Regions from separate parts of the Sorghum bicolor genome. Here region 1 is linked to region 2. Evidence: chromatin contacts called from public HiCAR-type data. All regions are on one chromosome and are shown on one strand. Each heading gives the region's core, a stretch centred on a gene start, on an enhancer-like site or on the middle of the called end of the contact. The rest is flanking DNA. Distances are from core to core; before and after follow the strand shown.

Region 1 (6,756 bases), core at 257-2,756, 35 kb after region 2:
TTTTGAAGGAATTGTTCTCTTGACGTGTTAAATAGCAGTAAAGAATTTGTGCCAAATGCCCTAGAGTTGCTCTAGCTAGTAGCACTAATGGTGAAGTGCCTAAATTCCATTTGAAAGTTCTTAATTATTCCAGGTTGAGACTGAGTAATGTTGACTGATGGAGTCTTCAGCCAAATCCAAGCTCAAAGCTTGCATAACAATTATCAGCAGGCGTGCCGCTAGGCTTTTTACTCCATTAATCGAATACAGTATAATATAACACAACAAAGTAAAGTACTAATTCGGTTACTAAACTGCTAAGCACTGCTGGCTGTACAGGAAAAAGATGCAGATTGGCGTATGCACACATTGCAAACAAACTACTGGCAAATAAAGCATGGCATCATTCAGGCCACTACTGAACAAGCATCAGCAGCTGAGCATGCAGTAGCGCTCACTTGCTATTTTTTTTTTCTTTTAAAAAATTGCTGCTACTTTCTGGTACAGCCTAATACACTACACTCCTCTACAACTCACTGCTTGTTAGGGCTATAAAGAATTGATTTTTAGGAGATGGAAGAGGCTTTACATTTGTCAGCATGCTGCTGATCCTCCTAAAGTGTGAGCAATGATTGGGATTGGCACCCACTAGAGGCAGGGTTTGTCCTTGTTCCCCATGGAGATTGCAGGATTAGCAGCTGCACTGTTTTTGCTTGCTGGTTGCTGCAAGTTGATCTGCAGTTCTGCACTGTCCTTTATGCCTTCAGTAGTGTTTTCAGTTAACAGCAGGGGGCTGTGTGAGTCTGTGACTGATTGAGTGACTGTGGGTGATGCCTCTCCACCACAACACAGTGCTCTCCATTTCAGATTTCAGCAGAGAGTTAATATGGTGGATGCACAGATAATATACTAGCATGATGGTGTCGGTAATGTATCATTGACAATTGCTTCATGTCAACTCTGAACAGAAACACTGATTTATGTCAACTCTGAACAGGAAACTGATGAAACTGACATGGCTTGCCGGCCGGTACATGTCAATCTATTGACAGCAATTGGTGAGCTAATATGGTTTACTGATCATATCTAAAAAAGCATGGTTTACTGATCACTTGCCTGGAAGTGTGTGTAAAACACATTTGGGTTCAGTTAGTGCTCGGCCGGGCTGGACCGGGTCGAGCCGGGCAGGCGGGCCAGTGTCAGATGTGGGCTGAAGAGTGGCCAGGCCCATATGAGGCCCCTGTCTCTCTCAGCCCTTGATTCTGAAACGGCTAGTGGACATGCTGGGCTTGACTGGGCCAGACCTGACCAGTTGTCTGATTGCATGTCAATTTTTGACCAGCAGCTCTGCTCAAGGAGAATTCCTGCACAAGAGAAGAGACAGAGAGGGGGTGAAGGGAGAGCACTGCACAAGAAGAGGCTGGAGAATGTTGCTCACTGCACTGAGTGAGGTGCCAATCAGTTTTGTTGTGATTGGCAATGAGCAGAGCAGCTGGGGCCTGGCAGGGCAGGGCAGGGCATATATCCCCAACATCAAAAGCCATGCATCTCTCCCTCCTCCATCTCCTTTATATCATCACCATCACCATTCAGAGCAATTCCAATTCCCTCCACAGATTCCCACTCCACTTATATACTCTCCTCTCCTTCCTGATAGCTCCTCCTCACCATTCCAATCCCATTTGTAACAAAGCAGAGCTCCTTTCAACAACAGCGGCACAAGCTTGCAGGCACACGTACGATCCAGCTTCTTCCTCTTCTATCTCCTAGCTACCTGCTGGTCAGCTGGTGCTGCTATGGTGTCCACCACTCTCTGTTCACCTCCACCCACGCTCTGGTTCGTTCTCTTCATCGTCATCTTCTTCTTCGCGTCCGGCGATGGCGGTCCGGCGGCGGCGGCGGCATTGGAGCTGGACACGCAGGCTGCCTACCTCGCCAAGATGAAGGAGCAGTTCCCGGGGCCAGGCATGTCCAGGTGGTGGGACTTCACGTCGTCGCCGGCCGCGCCGGACTACTGCAGCTTCCACGGCGTCACCTGCGACCGGTCCGGCAACGTCACGGGCATCGACGTCACGTCGTGGCGCCTCGTCGGCCGGCTCCCGCCGGGCGTCTGCGCGGCGCTGCCCGCGCTCCGGGAGCTCCGGATGGCGTACAACGACGTCCGCGGCGGGTTCCCTCTCGGCGTTCTCAACTGCACCTCCCTGGAGGTGCTGAACCTCAGCTTCTCCGGCGTGTCGGGCGCCGTGCCCCCCGACCTGTCCCCGCTGCGCTCGCTGCGGGTGCTCGACCTCTCCAACAACCTCTTCACCGGCGCGTTCCCGACGTCCATCGCCAACGTCACCAGCCTCGAGGTGGTGAACCTCAACCAGAACCCCGGGTTCGACGTGTGGCGGCCGGCCGAGTCGCTGTTCGTGCCGCTGCGCCGCATCCGCGTGCTCATCCTCTCCACCACCTCCATGCGCGGCGGCATCCCCGCGTGGTTCGGCAACATGACGTCGCTCACCGACCTCGAGCTCAGCGGCAACTACCTCACCGGCACCATCCCCGTGTCGCTGGCGCGCCTCCCGAGGCTGCAGTTCCTCGAGCTCTACTACAACGAGCTGGAGGGCGGCGTCCCCGCCGAGCTCGGCAACCTCACGGAGCTCACCGACATCGACCTCTCCGAGAACCGCCTCACGGGGGCCATCCCGGAGTCGCTGTGCGCGCTGCGCAACCTGCGCGTGCTCCAGATCTACACCAACCGTCTCACGGGCACCATCCCTGCCGTGCTCGGCAACTCCACGCAGCTGCGCATCCTCTCCGTTTACCGCAACCAGCTCACCGGCGAGATCCCCGCCGACCTCGGCCGGTACTCGGACCTCAACGTCATCGAGGTGTCGGAGAACCAGCTGACGGGCCCGCTGCCGCCGTACGCCTGCGTCAACGGGAAGCTCCAGTACATCCTGGTGCTGAGCAACCTGCTCACGGGGCCTATCCCGCCGGCGTACGCCGAGTGCACGCCGCTGATCAGATTCCGGGTGAGCAACAACCACCTGGAGGGCGACGTGCCGCCGGGCATCTTCGGCCTCCCGCACGCCTCCATCGTCGACCTCAACTACAACCACTTCACAGGCCCCGTGGCGGCCACGGTGGCGGGCGCCACGAACCTGACGTCGCTGTTCGCGTCCAACAACCGGATGTCCGGCGTGCTCCCGCCGGATATCGCCGGCGCGTCGGGGCTGGTGAAGATCGACCTGAGCAACAACCTCATCGCCGGCCCCATCCCGGCGTCCGTGGGCCTGCTGTCGAAGCTGAACCAGCTGTCGCTGCAGGGGAACCGGCTGAACGGGTCCATCCCGGAGACGCTCGCCGGGCTCAAGACGCTGAACGTGCTGAACCTGTCGGACAACGCGCTGTCCGGCGAGATCCCGGAGTCGCTGTGCAAGCTGCTGCCAAACTCGCTGGACTTCTCCAACAACAACCTGTCGGGGCCGGTGCCGCTGCAGCTCATCAAGGAGGGTCTGCTGGAGAGCGTGGCGGGGAACCCGGGGCTGTGCGTGGCGTTCCGGCTGAACCTGACGGACCCGGCGCTGCCGCTGTGCCCGCGGCCGAGCCTCCGGCGAGGGCTGGCCGGAGACGTGTGGGTGGTGGGCGTGTGCGCGCTGGTGTGCGCGGTGGCGATGCTGGCGCTGGCGCGGCGGTGGGTGGTGCGTGCGCGGCGTCTCGCGGAGCAGGACGGCGCGCTGGCGACGTCGCCGGGGTCGAGCGCGTCGTACGACGTGACGAGCTTCCACAAGCTGACCTTCGACCAGCACGAGATCCTGGAGGCGCTGATCGACAAGAACATCGTGGGCCACGGCGGGTCCGGGACGGTGTACAAGATCGAGCTCAGCAGCGGCGAGCTGGTGGCGGTGAAGAAGCTGTGGGTGTCGTCGACGCGGCGGCGGCCGAGCAGGAAGCAGCAGGTGGACTGGGCGGCGGCGGCGGCGGCCAACAGCAGAGACAGCAGCGACGGCGACGGCGGGTGGCTGGGCGACCGGGAGCTGCGGACGGAGGTGGAGACGCTGGGCAGCATCCGGCACAAGAACATCGTGAAGCTCTACTGCTGCTACTCGGGCGCCGACTGCAACCTGCTGGTGTACGAGTACATGCCCAACGGCAACCTGTGGGAGGCGCTGCACGGCTGCTACCTGCTGCTGGACTGGCCGACGCGCCACCGCGTGGCGCTCGGCGTCGCGCAGGGGCTCGCCTACCTCCACCACGACCTCCTCTTCCCCATCGTCCACCGCGACATCAAGTCCTCCAACATCCTCCTCGACGCCGACTTCGAGCCCAAGGTCGCCGACTTCGGCATCGCAAAGGTGCTCCAGGCGCGCGGCGGCGCTGACCGGGACGCCTCCACCACCACCATCGCCGGCACCTACGGCTACCTGGCGCCAGGTAGGTAGTAGCTAGGAGTACATGCATGCATGCATGATTTCCCTTTTCCATGCATCTTTTATTTATTTATATATTTATATCTATGCATGGCAGAGTACGCCTACTCGTCCAAGGCGACGACCAAGTGCGACGTGTACAGCTTCGGCGTGGTGCTCATGGAGCTGGCCACGGGGAGGAAGCCCATCGAGCCGGAGTTCGGGGACACGAGGGACATCGTGCACTGGGTCTCCGGCAAGGTGGCCGCCGGCGCCGGAGCAGAGGCGGACGCGCTGGACAAGCGCCTCGCGTGGAGCCCCTACAAGGAGGAGATGGTGCAGGCGCTGCGCGTCGCCGTGCGATGCACCTGCAGCATGCCGGCGCTCCGCCCCACCATGGCCGACGTCGTGCAGATGCTCGCCGAGGCCGGGCCACCCGCCGGCCGGACGACAAAGGACACCAACAAGGACGACGACGACAAAGATCATCGTCATGCTACTCCTCCTCCTTAATTACAAGTGAGTTGAATCGAAGCAACGCAACAACAACGTACGGAGTACACGTGCCAAGCCCGCCCCATGCAAGTGACCGGTCGACTTAACAAATTAGCCGTACAAAGCAACCGATTATATATGTCTTTTTATATGTACTAATTGATGAGGCGATGATGATTTACATAAGGGATTATTCGATCATACAAGAGCATGCAAGTTGCAAAGATTGTTCGCTCTTGCACTAGGAGAGATATATAAATATATATACATATATGTATGTATAGTAGGATAGGTAGCTAGCTAGGCAGCTTTACTAGGTCCTGTGCTTTCTCCGGCCTGAAGTAGCCAACAAGTGCATCGTCGTCACTCGTCACATATACACTCTGCTTGGTGTTTAAGCAGAATCTGATGCTCTGATGACTGAGTGGACGGGAAAGACAAATATATATATGTTATTATATATACATATATATATATATATCATATTTGGATGGAAGCAAATATATATTGGTGCATGCATGCATTCTACTTTGAAATGTTCCTTTCTCTTTGGATCCATGGAGCCTTCCTTTTTCTCGACAACTTTTTCAAGTGTGTGCTTTTGTTTTCCTGAGAGTGATGCCAACAAATACGGCTGGACGATGAGGTTTTTTTCTTGGCAGCCGTGTAGCTAGGTGTTCTAAGTTGCTTAAAGTCTAGGAGATTAATTTTCAAACAAAGATATTGGTAGCTATACTTGAAAAACGCACTTCTCCTAAATCTCAGATGCCTAATTTTTTATTGTCATTTAGGCAGCATGCAATTTTATCATTATTTGGCTATAGAAAAAAAAAATTGTGAATTGCCCCTTGTGAGTTTTTTAAAATTGTACTCCCTGAAAATTTTCTAAAACCCAGACATCTAGAATATAGCAACTCTCTTTAAAATGGGTTGGGGTCGAAAGTTAGGTCGTCCAGTAAATAAGGCAGTGATTGAGAGGCAATGTGGAGCCACAATAAACACACCGATGGCCGTAGGTGGTAGAGGATTTCCGATGGGTAGCAAAACATCGAGGCAGGAAGCTTGTCGATGGCATTGATGGAGCACATAGGGGCAGACCTTACAACAAGAATACCACATGAGATAAATGGAGGTACATCGAGAAGCAATGGTCTGTTGTGGTGTGGTAGTGACCTGCCTAGGGCTTCACCTGCCGCCAATGGTTCTTCACCTCTCTACAGCCTCTCCACCACCTCTGCCTTCATGTCTCTATGTGCTTCCTCTCTCCATGAGAGCTTCCCTTTGATGGTAGCTTTGTTGCTTTTGTCATTTATGTCTTTTTATTGCTTGGTTGTCAGCTCACACACTCTTTTTGAGGGAATAGGAGGGGTTTGAGGCCCCAACTGAATATATTAAAAGATCAGGAAGAAAATACATAGTAAAACTAAGGCCTTGTTTAGTTCCAAAAAATTTTGCAAAACAGGCACTGTAGCATTTTTGTTTGTATTTGACAAATATTGTCCAATCATGCACTAACTAGGCTTAAAAGATTCGTCTCGTCAATTTCGACCAAACTGTGCAATTGGTTTTTATTTTTGTCTATATTTAATACTCTATATATGCGTCTAAAGATTCGATGTGACGGAAAATGTGAAAAATTTTGCAAAATTTTCTGGGAAATAAACAAGGCCTAAGTACAAAACAGAGTACAAAACGGACAGAGAGAGCAAGCTGAAGCACAACAGAGGAGAAAGGCTTAGTAGTATCATAAACTCTAAATAATTGGAGCCCTACGGGACTCGTATCGTAAATGTAGGTCACTCCTTTCTGATTCATGATCTTGGCAACTCTAGACTTACTAAGATCATAGGTTGTGACTTGTAACCCTCTATTTCTCTTAATGAAACAC
Region 2 (7,465 bases), core at 4,940-7,439:
CCAAAAAATTTTCATCCCCAATCTAAACAGGCCCTTAGATTGTGGATGAAAATTTTTTGGGTGTCACATCGAATGTGTCGGAAGAATGTCGGGAGGGTTTTTTTGAAACTAATAAAAAAACAAATTACATAGCTCGTCAGGAAACTGCAAGACAAATTTATTAAGCATAATTAATCTGCCATTAGCATATGTGGGTTACTGTAGCACTTAAGGCTAATCATGGAGTAAGTAGGTTTAAAAGATTCATCTCGCGATTCTCAACTAAACTGTGTAATTAGTTTAGTTTTTTATTTATATTTAATGTTCCATGCATGTGTCCAAAGATTCGATGGGATGGATGAAAAATTTTTTGGTGGGAAACTAAACAGGGCCTAAATGTTGTTTGCTGCAGTTCCATGTCTCATCAGCTGCAAGCTCTCGCTTTGGATCCAGCAGCACAGCAGTGTTCTCCAGCCCCAAAAGGAGTAACCTTTGCCAGGATAACATCGTTTTCTTATTGCATCAATCATGAAAGCTACAGCACCGCCAAACATATATACCACCAACCATCTCCAGTCACATCGACCATCTGGTTCCTTCTCACCAACATCAGATCGAGCATTACCAATCAACAGATTCAAACTGTACGAGGCAAGTTGTCAATCAAGAACAAAAATCATCTTTGTTTCACCGTGGGAAATGTCAAATCTTACCTGACTATTTCTTGCCCCCACCACAGCCAAATTTTCTCATCTTTCCCAGCAATAGAGAACAAAATTTCAGAAAGTACATAATAGAGAACAATATAACTGAAGACCGTACAAGTTAACTCATCATGCACAAATCCCGTCATGGATTTATGTGACTAAACAACATAATGAAGGACACAATCTCAGTGGTGATTTCTACACAGTTCCATTGGCATCTCAGCTGCAATGCAACCTTGCTCTGCATCGAGACTGCAAATGTATTATCTAATACCATACAGTACATCTGATCCCGTACACTGGGGCAATTCAGACTTCAGAACCCCATTTGTTCAGAAGCAACTTTTATTACCAGATTTTTCTATTTCCTTTTTTAGCGGCCACATATTTATATTTTTTTAGTGTACAGCCGCCTATGTAGATTATTCGTGCCATGTACACAGTTTTACAATGAGATAACAAGAGATAAGAGTTCTCAGGAAGCCAAAACACGCCACATCTATTTCTATGTTGGGCTGGCCCGCCTCACTTGTTGATGAAAGAGACACCCTTCTGGATACTCTCGGCCAGTTCTTTCTTTGCCTTCTCCAGACCAGCTCTGCATGACAGTGATGTGTGAATGTGTAAAGAAAACGAAGTGATGCAGGTCAGTAGAGCTCTAGGATATCAATAACAATTGATACGGCATAATAGATAAATGATAGGAAATAATGGCATTCAACGAAACACACTCCTATCATCTTGCGTGCTTGATGATTCATCCTCAGCCTACATCAGTACTAACATGCTGTGAAGAATAATGTGATCATGGTATTTCTATGCCACTGAAAAGTCATAGGATTTTAGTCCACTAGTTACGTTCCTGCAGGGTTGTTTATGCAGGAACAGGCATGGTTGCATACATGACGCATTCATGCTTTCTCCTGTGAACTGTAGTCTAGTCTATGAAACACTTGTGACCAATAGGTCCATGCGCAAGATAAAAGAAGACATAAGAACTTATCAGTATCTACTACAATCTGGAAGATCCAAATCAAGAGGGGTGACATGAGTGGGCAAGATGGACCTGTTCGAGACAAACAGACAAAAATTGCTGAGATATTCAGTGGAAAGCATGTGTGACACAGGTGTTGAATCATGCAGAGCATGCAACTTCAACTCATAACAAGAACCTGGGTAGTTGTAAGTTTTCAGGTACGGAATACAGACCTCTAAAACTCATTTAATGGGCCAAGTGGTAGGATCTCCTCACTGCCATTCAACGATATGAAATAATGGCATTCAACGATGCACACTCCTAGCATCCTGCATGTTTGATGATTCATCGCCGGCCTACATCAGTACTAACAGTCTGAAGAATAATGTGACCGTGGTATTTCTATGCCACTGAAAAGTCATACGGTTTCAGTTCACTAGTTTATGTTCCTTCAGGGTTGTTTATGCAGGAACACGCATGGCTGCATCTGCATGCAGACACATTCATGCTTTCTCCTCTGAACTGTATTCTGGTCTGTGGAACACTTCTGACCAATAGGCCCATGGCGCAGGAGAAAAGAAGACATACAAATGACTTATCATCAGTATCTACTACAATCTGGCAGATTCAAATCATGTGGGGTGACATGAGTGAGCAAGATGAACCTGTTGTTCTAGACAAAAAGCAGAACAAGCTAAATTTGCTGAGATATATCTATACTTCAGTGGAAAGCATGCGTTGAATCATACAGAACATGCAACTTCAATTAATAACAAGAACCTGAGTAGTTGTAAGTTTGAGTACAGAATACAGACCTCTCAAACTCATTTAATGGCCCAAGTGGTAGGATCTCCTCAATGCCACATCGCCCTAACCGCACTTTGGATGCAAAGAAAGGCAGCTCTGTGACCTTCAACCACAAAACAAGGGAAATAGAACTCACAAATCAATAATTTGGATCAACAAAAAGGTAGATCAAAGAAAAACCTGAATGATGGTTTTAAACTGTATACAAGAAAGAAAAGAAACCTGAGAAGCTACATAAGAGCACTCTACTATCCCAGCATCACCACGCAATCCTCTCAGGCAAGCATCTGCAAATTTGGCAGCTGCATAGGCCTGCGAAGGTAGTATTAGTGTTAACTGAATCAACTTTGAAGCTTACACATTATGGACATTGATGTGCATACAAGATACCAACCATTGAAAGAGTTGCTGATCCTGCTCCAGCTTTAGCCTGAAATATACCAATAATAAGAAAAAAAAAGATTTTTTTAATGTAGCAGAGCAATCCATTGTTTGGAAAAAAAATAACAAACACAAGACCTTCACTTAACAAAACATATGTAAATAACAAATACCAAAACTCCAGTATCTTACATTGCCATTAAAATGATAGGAAGGTTTTGTTACACATAAACAGGCACATAGTAATAGACTTGCACATATAGTTTACTAGTGATCTAACTTTTATTCTCAAAATTAAGCACATGGATTCTTTCTCTGCTCAATTCAGCCAAACAAATGAAATCAGCATGCATGCAGTTAACTGGACGCAAAACTGAAGCAAAATGCATAGCAGAGAAACTGAAAAAGGGATTTGTGGAACTGGCTTTTCTTCCCTCATTGTGCATAGAGATGCAGCATAGGAGTATCAGTAGACTAAGGAAAAAGTATACCTCGACTACTTCTGTGCCACCATTCTGTATGCGAGAAGTGAGGTATTTAACCTCTTCTGACGTGAATGAGCAGGAAGGATTCACCTATTAAAAAAAGCAGAGCATCAAAATAAATGAAATGTGACTGATTTTCTAATATTCCCATCATGCAGAGTGTACATGGTTCAGAATTTTGTAGTGAATAAAGTTTCAAAGTACTCCTGACCTGTGAAAGGAGTGGCAGTATCGTAATTCCTGCATGCCCACCGATAACTGGAACATTTACTTCTCTGGGGTCAAGTCCAAGAACCTCTCCCTGTAAACAGAAATGGATGAATTTTGAACCCATGAAGAAATACAATATTGTACAGCGTATCATGGCAAACCGTATTGATATACATACCACAAAAGTATTTGCTCTCACTACATCAAGTGTGGTCACACCCAAAAGACGCTTAGGGTCATAAGTTCCAGCTTTCTTGAAAACTTCAGCAGCAATCGGAACAGTAGAGTTGACAGGATTACTGATCACATTCACAATTGCATTTGGGCAGCATTTTGCAATTCCTTCACACAGGGTACGGACTATTCCAGCATTTATGTTGAACAAATCATCCCTTGTCATCCCAGGTTTCCGAGGGACACCAGCCGGAATTATTACAAGATCCATTCCGGTCAGGGCATTTTCCAACTGTGGCTGGCCCAAGAAGCCACGTACCTATAGAGTTTAGAGGTTAGCATAATTACACCAAAAGCTTAAAAATAGACATAATGGTGACCAAGATAAATATATTTATGTTTGTATGACACAGAATACATCCAGGGAGCTACGTAACGTAACCAGAAGCCAACAAAAATTAAACTTATATCGGAAAACTGAAAGTAACGATGTAGGTCAAAGTTGTTTCTGTTTTGCGTTTTGTCCACAATTATCAGTGAGTGGTCAGGCATTAAGGGCCTGTTTGGCAGGCCTTCTCACCGGCTCCGGCTCTGGCTCCTCTAGAGGAGCCTTGCCAAACGTTTTTCTGGAGAAGCCGTTTTTAAGTAAAAAGAAGAGCCGGAGCCGTTTTGGCGAAGCCACAAATTCCAAAACGCCTCTGGCTCTTCTAGAGGAGCCCTGCCAAACAGGCCCTAAAAAAGAATTCTTCAATGGTTATCTAAAAAAATCCTGGTAATATATTTTACAGAGGATCTCGTATTTGTTTCCCAAGCCTTCCAGTGACAAAATTTAGTACGTCAGGACGAGTCTGAACTCGGAAGTACAGTAGGCAGTAGCTAATACACGTTTGCAGATGCAGGCTGCAGCACTTTATGTCCTGTACATATGACCTAAGAGTCCAGATGGGAACCAACTGCAGTAGAGATCTACCATCAACTAGCTGCAACAGTAATCTACCGTTTAAGTTTTCAGAATCAAAATTCAAAAATATCTTATAGTGATTTCAGTTTCACATAAAGTTGAGCGTACCACAGCACCAGTGCTCATGTGGCTGATGTCAGCTGTGACACCAGGTGTGTTGACGACATCATATAGATGGAGCACCGAAACAAGAGGGTTTATCTTCATCAATAGCGCGAGTGGCTGCCCGATCCCACCTGCTGCGCCCAAGATCGCGACTTTGAAGCCCGGCGCCGCCCCTTTTGCGCGGCAATTGGAACCCCTCAGGAGGGGAACATCCTCCACCTTCAAAACAAAGCAACAGGAGAAATCTTAGCAGATATGAAAAGTATTTTATTCTGAAGAAGGTAGAAAACTTTTAGCTAGCATATGTCAGATCTGATCATCAGTGTGACTATTTTATTCCATGAGGAGGAAGCTTGTGTTTCATCACCAGATTCAGGTGGTATTCTGTTAAAACCATGCGACATGTGGTTTACAAGGTAGCCATCGCCATTCAGCTATCAGAAAAAACAGAAAGTAATAATAAAACCTATAATTGTTAGGTAATTGCTAAGACACTCAAACGAATTCCAGTATTTGTCAGAATTGCGCCCTTTTAGGTGCCCAAACTACTATCCAGCTGCAATTCAGTACACTGCAGTATGCTGTTGAGTCAACATTCAGCAGTAGTTACATCCAGGAACAAGAATTGAATTCGAATTAATATAGTTCTATCCAAAGCAATTCAGCTTTGGCATAAACAAAAACAGAGCAGCCGTTGGTACTGGTAGGCAACCACAAGCCGACCGACGATCCAAGGCAGTGGTGGCATACACTGGAATTCAAAATGCTAATACGGCTCCCATCCCATCCGGACCAAAGGAGCCACCTTTCATGCCAAGGTCCCAGCTTGGGGTGGGGGGGAGCCGGCGCTGCGGGGAAGGAGCCCCCTGACCATTGGGGCTCGAATTCTCTGCGGCAGCTGGACAACTAAGATGTTCGAGTCGATAGACGGGAGGGCGTCCGGCGGTGAAGCGAATCCAAGCGAACCGCCGGCGTCCCCCTGATCCGGAGGAAAAACCAGACGAGCCGGAAAGTGGGGGAGAGGCAGGGGGGAGCGCGGTGGCTGACCTGAGGGGGAGAGGCAGGGTGCGGGCGCAGGTGTGAGGCGAGCGTGGCCATCCGCCTAGCCGCCGCCGCGTCGAGCCCTTGCTGGTGCTGCTGATCCATGGTTGCCTCCGGCTGTGGCGTTGCAGAGACAGAGAGTTGGATGGAGGCTTCTTGGACTTGGAGTTGGAGGAAGCAGAGCAGGGAAAGAGAGGTAGGTCGCAGGTGTCGTTGGTTGTTACTCCCTGCGGAACGGACGATGCGTGCACGTTTCAATGGGAAGGGATCGACCGTTGTGATGGCCTGATGGGGCATGGGCAGGAATGCGGCCGGGCACGGTGTGCGAAGGCAAAGCGGTGGTGCCATGGATCACGACGATGACGATAGAAGATGGTAGTCTCGTCTAGTCTTCCCTGGAGTGCACAGCACACCACACACGCCGGGTCTTTCCATGCTTTGTTATGAGCGGCCCGAAGAAAGTACCAATAACGTTTTGTTTAGCTGCGTCTGCGTGTGGATGATGAGGTTGATACAAAAATAACCAAACAAGATTTGAGTGAATTGGTGATGAAATCATCACACCTCTCTTTTTTTCTCTCTTCTTGTTTTAAGAAAGAGTATGTTAGGCTTAAAGATTGTTTGGTTTATGACCAAATTTTGTCACGCCAAAGGTTAGTTATTATGCCGTAGTTTTGAAGGCAATTGTTTGGTTCATAGCAATGACACGTCACACTTTCTTATAACTATGTTCCACATGGCATAGACTCATTTTTTATCAAACTTTCTCACAAGTGTGGATTCGATTTTACTTGCCTCACTTTCTGTGATAGCACAATTTGTCGAAGGTTAGGCAGGACAAACTTTCGCACCAATCAAATAGTCTCATAATCCATCAATGTTTGGTCATCAAAAAATAAACTAAATGTAAGGTAAGGAATATAGTCATTCCAAAAAAATAGAATTGTCCCATAATAAATAATTTTATTTAGGATAACTTGATTTGACGTTGACAAAAGTAACAAATATTTAACCGTGGACTCGGCACTAGAAATACTTAACAAATGATTCACCATGGACTTGACTTTGTCAAAATGCTCAAGACTTCACTCAACTCTCTAATGTAATCACACAAGATTCTCAACTTGCTCTTCATTCAATGGATTCCCACAAGCATATCAGAAAAATTCAGGCAACTAACAATGACAGCAATGTTTGTTTCATGTAGTGTGTCACTCTACAAGTGCCAAGCTCTCTAGAAATTTACAATCTAATTAAATTGAATTGGCGTGGGAATTCATTCTAAAAATTTCTTAAAAAACTTTGACTGATTTGACCTTTCAATTAGTTATGAACTTATGGTGGTAATTTGGTCTCCTCCAATGCTCCAGATACAGTTTAATGTCATCTTGTGGACCAATAGATCTTGTCATGTGGCCCAATAGATCTTGTGAAGGGAAAAAGGATATAGCACAAATTTCTTTCTAGCTCAAAAAAACACTTTGAGTGGTACATACATCTTGCGGCACTCTAGGCTTTATAAATAGTGATAGACGCATTGTGTGTAAGCTAATCACACCATTGTTGACGGGAGTCATGTAAAAAATACATATATATGATTCATTTATCACAGTGTCATTCTGTTCCTTTCAGTCGTACT

What was found. HiCAR-type assays count read pairs that join an accessible place to other places.
Region 1: a contact with region 2 is called in a HiCAR-type map of leaf, with 3 times the contacts expected there. The contact joins the promoter of LOC8071526 here to the promoter of LOC8065238 in region 2. A contact is called at or near these places in 1 of 4 Hi-C or Micro-C datasets (leaf) and 1 of 1 datasets of contacts at active chromatin or transcription factors (leaf).

The regions. Positions count from the first base shown.
Region 1 is chr8:62,119,547-62,126,302 of Sorghum_bicolor_NCBIv3, forward strand. LOC8071526 (receptor protein-tyrosine kinase CEPR1) reads left to right here and starts at 1,507. Exons shown (of 2, transcript XM_002442557.2): 1 at 1,507-4,398; 2 at 4,492-5,338. The coding sequence starts at 1,776. The coding sequence ends at 4,886.
Region 2 is chr8:62,079,876-62,087,340 of Sorghum_bicolor_NCBIv3, forward strand. LOC8065238 (malate dehydrogenase, glyoxysomal) reads right to left here and starts at 6,190. Exons shown (of 9, transcript XM_002443600.2): 1 at 5,833-6,190; 2 at 4,789-5,004; 3 at 3,724-4,038; 4 at 3,547-3,636; 5 at 3,342-3,425; 6 at 2,864-2,899; 7 at 2,692-2,781; 8 at 2,478-2,572; 9 at 778-1,284. The coding sequence starts at 6,174. The coding sequence ends at 1,212.